Regions from separate parts of the Sus scrofa genome. Here region 1 is linked to region 2. A link is a contact called in public Hi-C data. All regions are on one chromosome and are shown on one strand. Each heading gives the region's core, a stretch centred on a gene start, on an enhancer-like site or on the middle of the called end of the contact. The rest is flanking DNA. Distances are from core to core; before and after follow the strand shown. Region 1 has its middle 260 kb from the start of SLC30A5. Region 2 overlaps LOC102159645 (a long non-coding RNA gene).

Region 1 (6,436 bases), core at 3,320-5,819, 190 kb after region 2:
AAATTAAAAATAAATTAAAATTTTTAAATTAAAAAAAAAAAGACTGAGCAAGAAAGGCAAGTTCAAAGCCTAAGGCATGGGGGCTGGGGAAGAAGAAAAGTTACCTACAAAGGACAACAGAGATGCAAAAGAAATGTGCTAATACACTAAGACCTTTAAAAATAATTCAAAAGATGAAGAGGAGCAGAAACATGGATGGACCTAGAGATTCTCATACTAAGTGAAATAAGTCAGAGAAAGACAAATACCATATGATATCTCTTATATGTGGAATCTAAAATATGACACAAATGAACTTATGTATGAACCAGCCTCGCAGATAGAGAGAACAGACTGTGGTTGCCAAGGGGGAGTGGTATGAATTGGGAGTTTGGGATTAGCAAATGCAAACTATTATAATGTAGGATGGATAAACAATGAAGTCCTATGTATAGCACAAGGAACTATACTCAATGTCCTGTGATAAACCATAATGGAGAAGAACATGAGATTTTTTAAAAAGATGAAAGGGATATACCCAGAGACAAATATGAAAGACTAGCAAAGAGGCTGAGACATCATGTCAGAAAGCGGAAGCCCAAAGTGATCTGAGATTTACATTGTATGGAAAACAATGAAAAAGACCATTTTCCTTGTATTCAAATCAAGAAGGACAAGAAAGGTGTAAGTTTTATTTGGGGCAAGTGGAGTAAAACTAATATAATTTATATTTCCCAACCCATGCAAACATGAGAAAATAGGATAATCATAATGGACACAAAATACTGTTTCTCTGGCTTCAACTCCACACACACACACACACACACACACACACACACACACACACACACACACCAAGTTCCTCTCCTATGGCTTTTAGAACCCCCAAGGGGAAACAGAGATAATACCAAGTCACCCAGTTTTGGTTGCTGCAATTGCCATTTTTCTCCTTTCTTCCTCTGGTTCTCTGCATAAAATTCTCAAGTCATGGTCAACACCAAGGGCAGCAGCCACTGCTGGTGCTTAAACAGCCACCACCCCATCAACATCTCTACTGCCAAGAGCACCACTGCTCACAGCTTACACCCCCTAAGTCCCCCGAAAGCTACTAAGAAATGGCCCTTTCAGTTTCCTTGCTTTTGTAACAGATTCCTCGTCAGGGTGCACATGTGATTTCTTAAGGATTGGGCCAGAGGACAATTGCCGTGACACCTGCTATGCTGTGCTAATTGCCCCTCTTTTTGATAACTGGTCCATTCTCCTTGAACCCACTTTTTGACCTCCACTCTCATTTTCCTCTGTTATCTCTGGTAATTCTACCCAGATCTTTAACTAGAGAAGAACCGTCAAGCTGGCTCACAATATTATGGGCATGTAAGCTTACGTCTAACTTCCAGGACAACCACAACTTAGGCTAAAGCTGAGATTCTTGCTAGGCTAGTGGAGGCCAGTCATAATCTTGGCTCTTTAGCTCCGATTGTGCTTCCAGCTTCTTTGTCAAAAAAGATCTTCCTGGAGTTGCCCTGTGACACAGCAGGTTAAGGATCCGTAGTTGTCACTGCAGCAACATGAGTCGCTGTTGTGCCATGGGTTCAATCCCTGGCCCAGGAACTTCCGCATGTCATGGATGTGGCCAAAAAAGTAAAATATCTTCCAGAAATGAAGGTGTAAATTAACTAAAAAGGAATGAAACATCCAAAGTAAAGGGCAAGTGGGAGAGAGTAGGATGGATGAGAGTCTGGGGTTAATAGATGCAAACTATTGCCTTTGGAATGGATAAGCAATGAGATCCTGCTGTATAGCATGGGGAACTCTACCTAGCCACTTGTGATGGAACATGATAGAGGATAATGTAAGAAAAAGAATGTATATATATGTATGACTGGGTCACATTGCTGTACAATAGAAATTGACAGAGCACTGTAAATCAACTAATGTAAAAAATAAAAATCGTATTAAAAAGACAAAGTAAGTGAAAAGCTCACAAGATAAAACCTAGGACTTGAGAATCAGTTACATACCCTGGCTCTGGTATGCCACATACTTCTTTTGTGCAAATCCACACATGAAATGGCTGAATCGTGGCCAGGAATTAGTGAGGAACCACAAAGAACCACAGAAGAGGCGCCAGAGACAGCCAGTCCCACTTTTAAACATGGAAAATAAAGGGAAACTCTCAAAGGAGAGAGTGATGAATTTGATCACTACACAGGCAATAATCTAGACTTTTTTTTAATTGCAGTAGCTATTCATCTCACTCCACAGACTCAAGAAATTTGACTTTTTTGATTTTCTACGACAATGTAATTTCTCAGTCTGAGCCCTCATTTCCAGGCTAAAGGAAAATTTTAACCTCAGTCCTTTCTGAGAATGTTCCCTGGTCCCTGGGCCCCCTGTAGACCCAAGATGTGAGACAGGGAGAGGAAGGCATGGGGGTGCAGGTAGGCCATCTGCTCCCCTGGTTTCCTCTGAGACATCCCTTGTCCTTGTCCTTGTGGCCACTTTGGGTCTAGAAGTGCTAAGTCCTCATGAGACACAAATAAACTAACCCTCCCCCTAAAAGAGTACTCACTGCTAATTAATCCTGCTGTAACCACTCTAGAGAATTTTTTAATAGCAATATGATCATGGTATCTCCAATGTATCAGGATTTCAATAGAATAGTTTAAAAGGCTTTGATGATGTTTTTGACAAATGGATACATATGGCTGCATCCCAGCCTAGGTCAATATATTCATAATCCAGCTCATCAGGATAAAAGATGAGAGGCAGGGCAGGGCAGCTGCCAAGAGCACAGATTCTGAAACATGACTCTCTAGATTCAGATCCCATCTACTTCACAACTATAGAGGAGCCCAATAAAAAGTACTTAACATTTCTCCACTTCAGTCTTCTCATCTATAAAAATGAGGATGATAATGATTGTAACTTTGTGCCAGGGACTATTCATGTTCACCAAATATCTGGTGCTCTGCTTATTTATCAGTCTTCATGCAGTTAGGGGAGGTCATGTGACTAACACAGGATAATGGCATAGGGGTGGAAAAGATGTGAGCCAATTCCCAGCTTTGTCCTCAAAAACATCTGCCAGTTCCTCCATATCTACATCTCTCTGTCTGTCTCTCTCCCTCTCTCTCTCACCTTGCAATGGAGCCTCAGAGAGCACATTTTCCAAATGGCCCAGTTAAACGATAGAAACAACCCAGGTTCCCAAGTCACCACTTAAAGAGCTAGTCCTGAAGAGCTACCCACTCCGCATGGGATTATGATGTGAAAGAGAAACAATCTTACTGTTAAGATATTGGGATTTTGAGGTTCATCTACTGAGACAGCTAGAGCTAATTATCCTGCTCAATACAATAATAAAACACACATGCTCAACGGCACCTGCCAGGTAAATTGCATCAATAAATATAAGTAATAGGAGTTCCCGTCGTGGCGCAGTGGTTAACAAATCCGACTAGGAACCATGAGGTTGCGGGTTCAGTCCCTGCCCTTGCTCAGTGGGTTAACGATCCGGCGTTGCCGTGAGCTGTGGTGTAGGTTGCAGACATGGCTCGGATCCCGCGTTGCTGTGGCTCTGGCGTAGGCCGGTGGCTACAGCTCCGATTCGACCCCTAGCCTGGGAACCTCCATATGCCGCGGGAGCAGCCCAAAGGAATAGCAAAAAGACAAAAATAAATAAATAAATAAAAGTAATATTTGTTATCATCACCATCGGAATTGGGAAGGCCATTGTAGGTTTCAGAATATTTGCAGTTAAGTCCTAATTTGCTAGCTATAACAAGACACCCCCTCTCAGGACCTTATCTGATAAACAGAGATGACAGCACTAGCCTCACAACACAGACGTGTGAAAACATTTTGGAACTGATACACAAGTATTAAATAGTTTTACCAGGAGTTCCTGTCATGGCACAGCGGAAACAAACCCAACTAGTATCCATGAGGACTCGGGTTCCATCCCTGGCCTCACTCAGTGGGTAAGGATCTGGCATTGCCATGAGCTGTGGTGTAGGTCACAGATGAAGCTCGGATCCCACATTGCTGTGGTTATGGTGTAAACCAGCAGCTGTAGCTCTGATTAGACCCCTGACCTGGGAACCTCCATGTGCCATGGGTGTGGCCCTAAAAACAAAAAAAAAAAAAACAAAAAAAAAAAGAAAGAGTGTTTTACCAAATGATTGTTTAATTACTTCTGCTACTCATTTCCATACTTCTAGAATATCCTAGAAGGAGTATGCACACTTGTCCCAACAATGTCGGGCTTGGTCACATGACTTGCTTTGACCAATAGTGTGTGAAGGGATAGGGCACATCCACGTTCAAGCAGAAGCTCTAGGACTCTCTGAGTGTGGATTAGCAGCATCTCTTTTTCTCTTTGCCATGAAAAAAGGAAATCACAGGTTGGGATTTCTCCTTCTTCCTGGCCCATAAATGAAGGCAAAGAGAGTAGAGCCACAGCTGAACAAGAGTCAGCATAAGCTGTGAGTGAGAAATAAACTCTTCTTGTTGGAAGCCTCTAGGATTTGAGGACTGTTTATGACTGCAGCATAACCTAAGTAAGCTTTACCTAAATTACACATTAACCAAAGTGTATTGGCTAATGGAGTGACGTCAATGCAGACAAAGGTGTCTGGCAGTTTTCCTTCCTTGACACTTTCCTCAACAACTTTTATTTTAATCAGTGATCTGAAGGAGGAAATGGGGCTCAAGTGTGCATATGACAAAATCCTGAGGTTAATTGCTAACAAGTTTGCAAGACAGAATCAAGATCCAAAGAGAGATAAACTCAAACAATGGGGTAAGTCTAGCGAGATGTCATCTAACTAGAAGAAATATAAGATCCTCCACACAACTTCTGAATAAGGAAGATGCTAATTCTCATGAAAATAATAGGAAGTTTTATTTGAAACTCAACAGAATATAAGGCAAGAGTGTAACCATAGTTGCCAAAAAATGTATTGGATCTCAGGCTGTCTTCGTAGAAATGATGTACCCAAATTGTTAGTTTCAAGTATCTTCACAAGTGTGATCACTTTATCAGATTCCCTCTTAAAGAGTAGACCCTAAACTGAAAAGACTTAGATTTGGTTGAACTCCAGAAAAGACAGTGACAGTATCTGTCATGTGTAGGAGGGGAGAGTAGGGAAATTTAGAGGAAAGGAGAGGAAAAAAAGGAGTTCAAATATTTGAATTTAAATATTTGAAAGTCTGTCTTTTGGAAGAGACATTGGAATTATTCTGCATGACTCTGAAATACAAAACAAAGATATAGGCAGTATCCTATGAAAGCATTTTAAACAAATAGACCCTCCAAAAATTGATGTCATGCTTAGAATTTGTTGGAGAGAACACCCATGCATTAATACAAATAAGAAATGTTCTCAATGATGGCAAAAGTCTCTTCTAAATGAGAAGAATCAAAACCAATTTAGACAGGGCAGGATCAGATTAGGCCAGTGGAATACATTGGGGAGGCTATTAATAATTCACAATTTGCAGTCGATGCTGGAAAATGAATTTCACTTACCAAGGAGAAGTGCAAAATGGTTCTATTGAAGCTGATTCTCTTCCCACCAAGGTAGAGGGAAGAGGGGGACCACACAAAGCCAGGACAGCCAGTGTGCATTTAGATTTAGAAATGGGCTGATCTGCCATAGGTGGGCTTGCTCTCTCTTGTCAGCAAAACGAAGACACATCTTTGGCAAACTCTCTGTTTTAAACCTGGCATTTCCATTTTTATTTCTCTAAAACGGGTTTGGGGGATACAACCAGTCCCAACTGGTAAAAGAAAGGCAAGTGGCCAATGTAAATATTATAGCATAAGCTGAACCAGGGGAGAAATGAGAAGAAAAGATCAGTCCCTCCAAAAAAGTTCTCTCAAAATAGAAGGTCATGCCAAGGAAAGCCACAGATGCAACACCACAAGCCCAGGGGGAGTTTTAATCAGGAAAACCTGGCCTCAGGCACGCAGGCGCAAGCAGTTTCCTGCCGGCCTTTCCGTGTGCCATTTTCTGAAAGTTAGGAGACAGGAGCTCATTCACGACCAGATGGGAAAGCAATACACAAACTTCAAATGGCAGCCCTAAGAGGATTCCCATTTCTAGAGCTTTCTTCCACTTCCTCTCATAAATCTCATTCTATCTATTCTCCTGGGGCCATCGCACTTGATCTTACAGTTTCAATTACTGTCTTTAGGCTGACCACCCCTAAATCTAAATCTGCAGATTGGATCTATCAAATCAAAGGAACCAAAGACCCTTCTGCCCTCCCCCTTGGCTAAGTATCTTCCCCCTTAGATAAGGATCTCTGACACCTCCAACTTAAAATGTCCCAAATACCCACATTTATTCTCCTACCGTAGTCCCATCTCAAGGAATGATGGAGACCCTTGGCCTCGCTCAGTGGGTTAAGGATCCGGCATTGCTGTGAGCTGTGGTGTAGGTAGCAGATG
Region 2 (6,818 bases), core at 4,122-6,621:
AGCTATAAACATTCTTATAACAATGCCGTTGTCCAAAGATGATCAAGAAATACTTTTGAAATTGCCTTCCAGAGTATGAAATATTTTCTTTGAAACAAACTGAGAGATGATAAATCACTTTGGGCAAGTTATTTAATTTCTTTGTACCTAAGTTTCCTCATAATAAAATGGTGAAAATGACAGTCTCTATCTCACTGGGTTTTTGTGTAGGTTGAACGAGAAAATTGATAAGTAAAAAAGTACTTAGCACCATGCCTGGCACCTAGCAAGTGTTCAGTAAATGTAGTTCATATTATTAGTAGTATAATTATCATTGTCACAATTCCTGGAGGATGCGTCAGTCTTTCAGAGTGTTGAAAGGCTTTTGAAAATGCCTTAAATCAGATGAGTGATACAACTGGGTAACAGTTTTGTATCAGCAGCAAGAGGAGACAACAAAGCAAGAAATAGATTTTATTTTTGCAGTCTTATAAACGGGACTTTTTTTAAAAAGAGCCTCAAAAATGTTCTAAATAATGGCTGCACTGTTAAAATAAGCTCTGTCTTCCTAGTGAGACTCCTCTGAAAGAAAGAATTGACTTCTTGCAATGGAAGCTTCACGGCAATGTGTGGCCTCACCAGCAGTTACTGTTTGCAGAGTCACGCCTGGTTCATTCTAATGGGAGTTGACAAGCACAAAGATACCATGTGCAAATTGAAATAATACAAACAGGCACCCATGCGCTTGTGCTTTGGGGTTCTCTCTAATTTTATCTCCTCCGTGTGTTGTTTGTCTCTCTGTGAGCCGTTCAGGACGAGGGAAAGGGGATTTTCTGAGAAGCTTCAATTGTCTGATAAATGGTCTGGGAAAATATCATGGAAAAGTGGGATTTACAGAAGTTTAATTTCAATTTCATTGTTTTGTTTGCAAAGGGAGCAGGGGTCAGGGGAGGATGGTCAAACCATTCACTCAACACCTGTTATCGAATGCCCCTTCTTTGCCAAAAAGATCTTGATGCAAACATGAAAAAGCAACTCCTCTCACCTGAAGGAAATTTAGAATCTGTCTATATAGAAAAACGTACAAAAAATAAAGAGTGAAATGTGAAATTTGCTATGAAGTGAAAGAGTATTTCGATGGTTTGAAAGAAAATAGTTCTATATTTATGTGTCATAGATAAAAGTCCAGATCAGTATATAACAAACTGAAACTGAAAATTTTTCCAGTGGATACATATTCATGTATCATGTGGGTTATTTTCATAAGGTACTTTGAAACGAAAGGAGAGAATGCTGACTTTGGGGATTTAGGGAGGTTCCAGAGCAAGGTGGCTTTTAAGTTTTGTCCTCAAGGATGGCTGGAATTGTAATTATAACAATGCCAACACCTACTGAATATATTTTGTGTGCCATATTCTAAGCTAAATGATCTATAAATATCTTATATAAACATCAAAACAACCATTTCGAGGTATTTTATCCTTATTTCTAGAGCTCAAGAATCTGAGACTTAAGGAGTTTAAAGCCAGGTTGTCTAGCTCCAGAATCTATGCACATAACTCCACATTAAACAGATTCCAGTGGAAAATGGAGGGCATAATTCTCCAGCTGCCAAGAACAGAATTAAATAAAAACAATGAAGTGGAATAGCAAGATACATGTGGGGAATACTGAGCATCTTTGTTTATGAACCATTATCCATATTAGGAACTTTTCCTTATATGGAAGAGAGTTACTCCGTAAAAGACTATGAATATTTTTAGGGCTCTTGATTAATTATAACTATTCCTACCTAGCCTCCCTACCTCTAATATTTTATACTAAGAAGCTGTCTTACACACTAATGCCAAATAAATATTCCTGTAGCAGTTATTTTCCCTGTTAAATACATCAATGAATCATATGGTATGTAGAATCATTTGCCAAATTCTTTATTATGTAGATCAAATTGCTGCACCACCTGGGCCCAACAAATTTATTAGGTTCCCAACACACCTTACATTACAAATAAGAAAGTTCCAGGTCTATTTTTTCAAGTCACATTGGTTAAGGATTATCTTTATTTCTTTGTTGAAGGAGCATGGAAGACCAATGTCAGAACTGTATATTTTATAGACAAATAACAAAGCACAGCAATGAATCAAGTTTTTTTACGATGAGTGCAAAATTATGCTTTTAAATCAAAATTGATTAATTTTATTGTCAAAGGCAGAGAAGAGATGAAAATTTCAGATGTATCATTCAAAAGATACACTCCTCATAACAAAAAAATGTTCAGTCACCATATTTCCAAGAACCTATACAATCAGCTACAAAGATGATGGCAAAGCTTTCTCAAATTCCTGAATCAATTAATATTTCTGGACAGTACACAATATCAAAATGTAGGCATATAATTCTTTCATATATACATAAGATATTTTGTAGATCAAAACTATAGATGAACCCAACAAACCAACTCTTGGCATATGTGTAGGACACTGCTGAACATTTGGTAAATTTGCAGCTTTAATCACTGAAAACACAGGAGAAAACATTTGTTTTTGTTTTTTTTTTTCCAATTGTAAATTTGGGGGGAGTTAAACGGTGTGGGCAATGGAATATTACTCAGCCATAAAAGAATGAAATAATGCCATTTGTAGCAACGTGGATGGACCTAGAGATTATCATACTAAGTGAAGTAAGTCAGACAGAGAAAGGCAAATATCATATGATATCACTTATATGTGGCATCTAAAAAAATGATACAAATGAATTTATTTACAAAACAGAAATGGACTCACAGACATAGAAAACAAACGCATCAAAGGGGATTGGGGGCGGGGATAAATTAGGAATTTGGGATTAAAATATACACATTACTTATATATAAAATAAATAACCAGCAAAGACCTAATGTATAGCACAGGGAATGCTCTTCAATATCTTGTAATAACCTGTAATGGAAGAGAATGTTAAAAAAGAAAATATAGGAGTTCTCATCATGGCTCAGCAGTTAGCAAACCCAACTAGCACCCATGAGGATGCAGGTTTGATCCCTGGCCTTGCTCAGTGGATTGGGGATCCAGCATTGCCATCGGCTGCCGTATAGGTGGCAGTCGGGGCGCGGATGGTGCGTTGCTGTGGCTGTGGGGTATGCCGGTGGCTATAGCTCTGATTTGACCCCCTTGCCTGGGAATCTCCATGTGCCGTGGGTGCAGCCCTAAAAAGACAAAAAGACAAAAAAAAAAAAAAAAAAAAAAAAAAAAAAGAAAAGAAAGAAAGAAAAAAAAAATACATATATACTGAATTACTTCTCTGTACACCTGAAACTAACACAACATTGTAAATCAACTATATTTCTATTAAAAAAATTTTAAAGATTTTGCAGTTAAATAGAAAAAGTAAAAGTTTAGCTGCCTGGAAGTAGAATCTGGCCTAGAGCTCAAATATCTGATGTTGAGACAAGGCTATTCTTATTCATATTAAGTTAAAATGTTTTATTTTTAAGACATCATGATTAATTTTTTTCTCTTGTTTGACATCAGTAATCTATTCCTTAAGGGGTTTCCAGATGTCAAACTTTAAACACTGTGCCTTATAGAGGACTGGCTTACTGAGGCTTATTTCTCCGCTTCAAATTACATCGTTATCTATACTTTCTGTTCATAACTTCAAAATTGCTTTGTAAGTGGCTTGCTCAGCATCACTCCAGCCCAAGTGGGAACTCTGTCTTTCCCTGAGTAAATGCTGCCAAGCAATGGTAATATCACTAGAACATTAAAATCAATAATCCTGAAACATCGGGGTTTTCTTTACTTAAAAACCATGTCTTTTCTTCCTATTATATCCTTTCCCATAGAATCTAAAGTCTATTAGAAATTCCTTATGTATAGAGAAGAAAATAAGGGATGAGCTATACAGTGAGAAAAAACATAGCATGCCTAACCACCTCAATAATAAAGATCCATTATAAGAAAGCCCAGCGTTTGTGGATAAAGGCTTGTCTTTAGTGTTCCTGTATCATAGCAATGGCTCATGCGGGATACCGCTGACTCTCAGGCTTCATGGTTTCCCAGGGGCTAGTGTTTGTCTTTGGTGGCAGAAAGTTTAGGAGACTCAGAGTTCCCATGGTGGGTCAGTGGTTAACGAACCTGATTAGTATCCATGAGGACACAGATTTGATCCCTGGCCCCACTTAGTGGGTTAAAGATCTGGTGTTGCCGGTGAACCACAGTGTAGGTCACAGATGGGGCTCAGATGTGGCATTGCTGTGGCTGTGGCTTAGGACAGCATCTGCAGCTCCAATTCGATCCCTAGCCTGGGAACTTCTCTATGCCACAAGTGAGGAAAAAAAAAAAAAGAAAAAAATGAGGGAAAAAGTTTAGGAGACTCTACTAGTAACTCTAAAGCATGAAACTTTAGCATGGACCCCAAAAAGAAAAGTCTACATATCCTGTCTGGGTAGCATGCAAGTAAGGAAGATTTCTGAGACGGATGTGAAACAACCAGTGGTCAGCAATTGCATTTTTCTTCTGAATCCAACAACTGATTTCCCAAGTGGATGGAATTACCAACAAGAACAATCTTAGAGTTGTAAGGAAACTGAGGGCTCTTCATTATACATACCAAGAAACTCAGAGTCAAACTAGAGCTTGTTTCTGGGGTCCAGGTAAGGAAAAAGTTCTGCAAACTCACAAACCACAGAACTGTGTTCAGCTCTTGCTTTTTACTGCTTACTTTCCCTCGGAAAGAAAGGCAACTCATCACCCCTCATCTCTGCCCCCCATAATTACCTTCATTAGGGACTGCCTTTCATTACAGAAATTATGGAACACGTTAGCAAGGAGTGTGTGGGTTTCTCTCTAGACAGTTTGAAGAAGGAGCTCGCTATTAAGGGACTTTGTTTTGTTTGGTTTTTCACTTTTTAAAATTCAGAGGAGAATCTCTGAAGTGCAGTCCTTACTGGAGGCGAAGACAGAGAGCGGCTGAAATTCCTTTCAGGTCCCATGATTCCTCTATTCAATACTCTCTAAGAGAAACAAAGTACTGAGAAGCCTCCTGGCAAGTCAGCATCAGAATGAGAATTCCATCTAAGATAAGGGCAGAACTAACCTTTGATTTAATCTTAAACCATGTGCCCAGTTTCTTCGGGTCAGTTGGAGTCCAATATAGACATAGGTTAAACAAATTAGAGCACACATTGACAATGGGAGCGGGTTTTCAGAGATATCTGAAGACTGTGTCTACCTTGTCAGCTCAAGGCTTGCGGCAAGTAAATAAACTCTGATTAACCCTAGATTAATCCAAAGACAAAAGAACCTTCAGCCAAGAGACTAAGATAGGGCTGAGGGAGAGAGGGAGGGGGAGGAAAAATATGCTATGTCCTAACCACTAGGAAAGAACAGGCTGTCCAAGCCAACTCTGTTCTGATCTATAATGAGATCAATTGCATCTGGAGCTCTCGGGGCACTGGCAGCGGACACAGGGATGGCAGTGCAGCACTGAGAAAGGATTACCTCATTGAAGAGAGCAGCCAAGGCTACCAGCCTCCCTTTCTGACCCTCCCTCCTTCTCTTCAGTCACCAGTGGATCATCAGGTGCCCAGAGAAGCCCAGCTAGCCTACAAAGTAAATACATCAATGTATGGAACCTACAGTCTCCTTTCCAATCAGCCAGCTGCATGTCTTCCTGTCCAATCTATCTTAAACTTTAAATCAGTAGAAGTTAGCCAGCAGCTTTCCAGTAGTTGGTTTTCTTTCTTTCCCCAAATCTTTCTGTTGGAGCTACCTCTGTAGATCATATCTAGAAGGGGGAGCTTTTGACCATCTCTCTTATCCCCTTTAAACACCAAATATACCCACAGATACGTGGGAATATGTCTCTTCATTCAATTCCATGGTCACAGAAGATGCAAGTTACTATAGCAACTGGGCTCCTTCCTAAAGCAAAAGCTACAGGGTTTTTTCTTCACTTTTTCCTGTCTTTTACTTATTTCCTCCTCAGTCAGCACAGGGAAGGCAAAGTGGATAACGTCTCTAGGAGTCACTTCAATTAGTGATCAGACAAGACTAGAACTGGTGTGGAATGGGAGCGGAGCAAGAGTACAGATAAGGCTTGAGTCAGATGGGGACTGGGAAGACAGAACTTCCCCATGAGCAGGGGAAAAAAACGTGGGATGAGAAAAGCTTACACTGGCTCATTCTTTTTTCTAATGGCATAGAAGTCCTCTTGGACTTCAGATAACTCTTACAAAATATTTTGATGGATTGAGTGCAAAAAGTGAATCAAACATATGGATATAATTTGAGGTTTTTATTATTATTATTAAATTAAATAAAATGTTTGGCAGAGTAGATTTGGTTTTGGCCAAACCCAGGACATTTGAAAAATTGTTCTGAGATATTCAGTGAACTGAACACAAAGCCAGGTTTACCCATCCCTCAAATTTGGAAAAATAAAATTTGGCTCATCCAGGTTTGATTCAGTGTCAAATGTATTTGTGGGGAAATAAGTTCCTGAAACACCGAAATTGCCTACATGCCTTGGGAGTTCAGTGGAAATGCCTAATAGTTATTGAATAACTCAGCCTGCCCCAGCACCATAAAAGGCAGCAATCCATTGACCTGAGGGAAAGGTGAGCTGCTCACCTCCTCCCTCACCAAGATAGTAAGAACTGAACCAAAGCCAATGTGCTGTCTAGCCTAGGAAACTAGCACAAAGCAGCAAATGAATAAGAAATGCTCACTGGAAAGGAAGGTCATCACTGCAGCTGGATGGCTGACAGGGGGCTTTTATTATCTGCATGGACCAGAAGAATTTAGAAAAGCAAAGGACAATAAGAGTATTGATGAAAGGTG

What was found. Hi-C and Micro-C count contacts between places; a contact is called where the count stands out from the background.
Region 1: a Hi-C map of liver shows a contact between it and region 2, with 3 times the contacts expected there. The contact joins two enhancer-like sites. A contact is called at or near these places in 2 of 47 Hi-C or Micro-C datasets (liver and skeletal muscle).

Annotation. Positions count from the first base shown.
Region 1 is chr16:47,026,637-47,033,072 of Sscrofa11.1, forward strand. No RefSeq gene overlaps it. Among named protein-coding and RNA genes, the nearest start is that of SLC30A5, 260 kb to the right of the region's middle. Within about 2 kb of position 4,570, at least 6 of the 83 cell types and tissues checked have an H3K27ac peak or open chromatin away from gene starts, as enhancers often do. A contact at or near this core is called in liver, where this site is marked.
Region 2 is chr16:46,832,725-46,839,542 of Sscrofa11.1, forward strand. All of the region lies in intron 2 of LOC102159645 (a long non-coding RNA gene), which reads right to left. Among named protein-coding and RNA genes, the nearest start is that of PIK3R1, 400 kb to the left of the region's middle. Within about 2 kb of position 5,372, at least 12 of the 83 cell types and tissues checked have an H3K27ac peak or open chromatin away from gene starts, as enhancers often do. A contact at or near this core is called in liver, where this site is marked.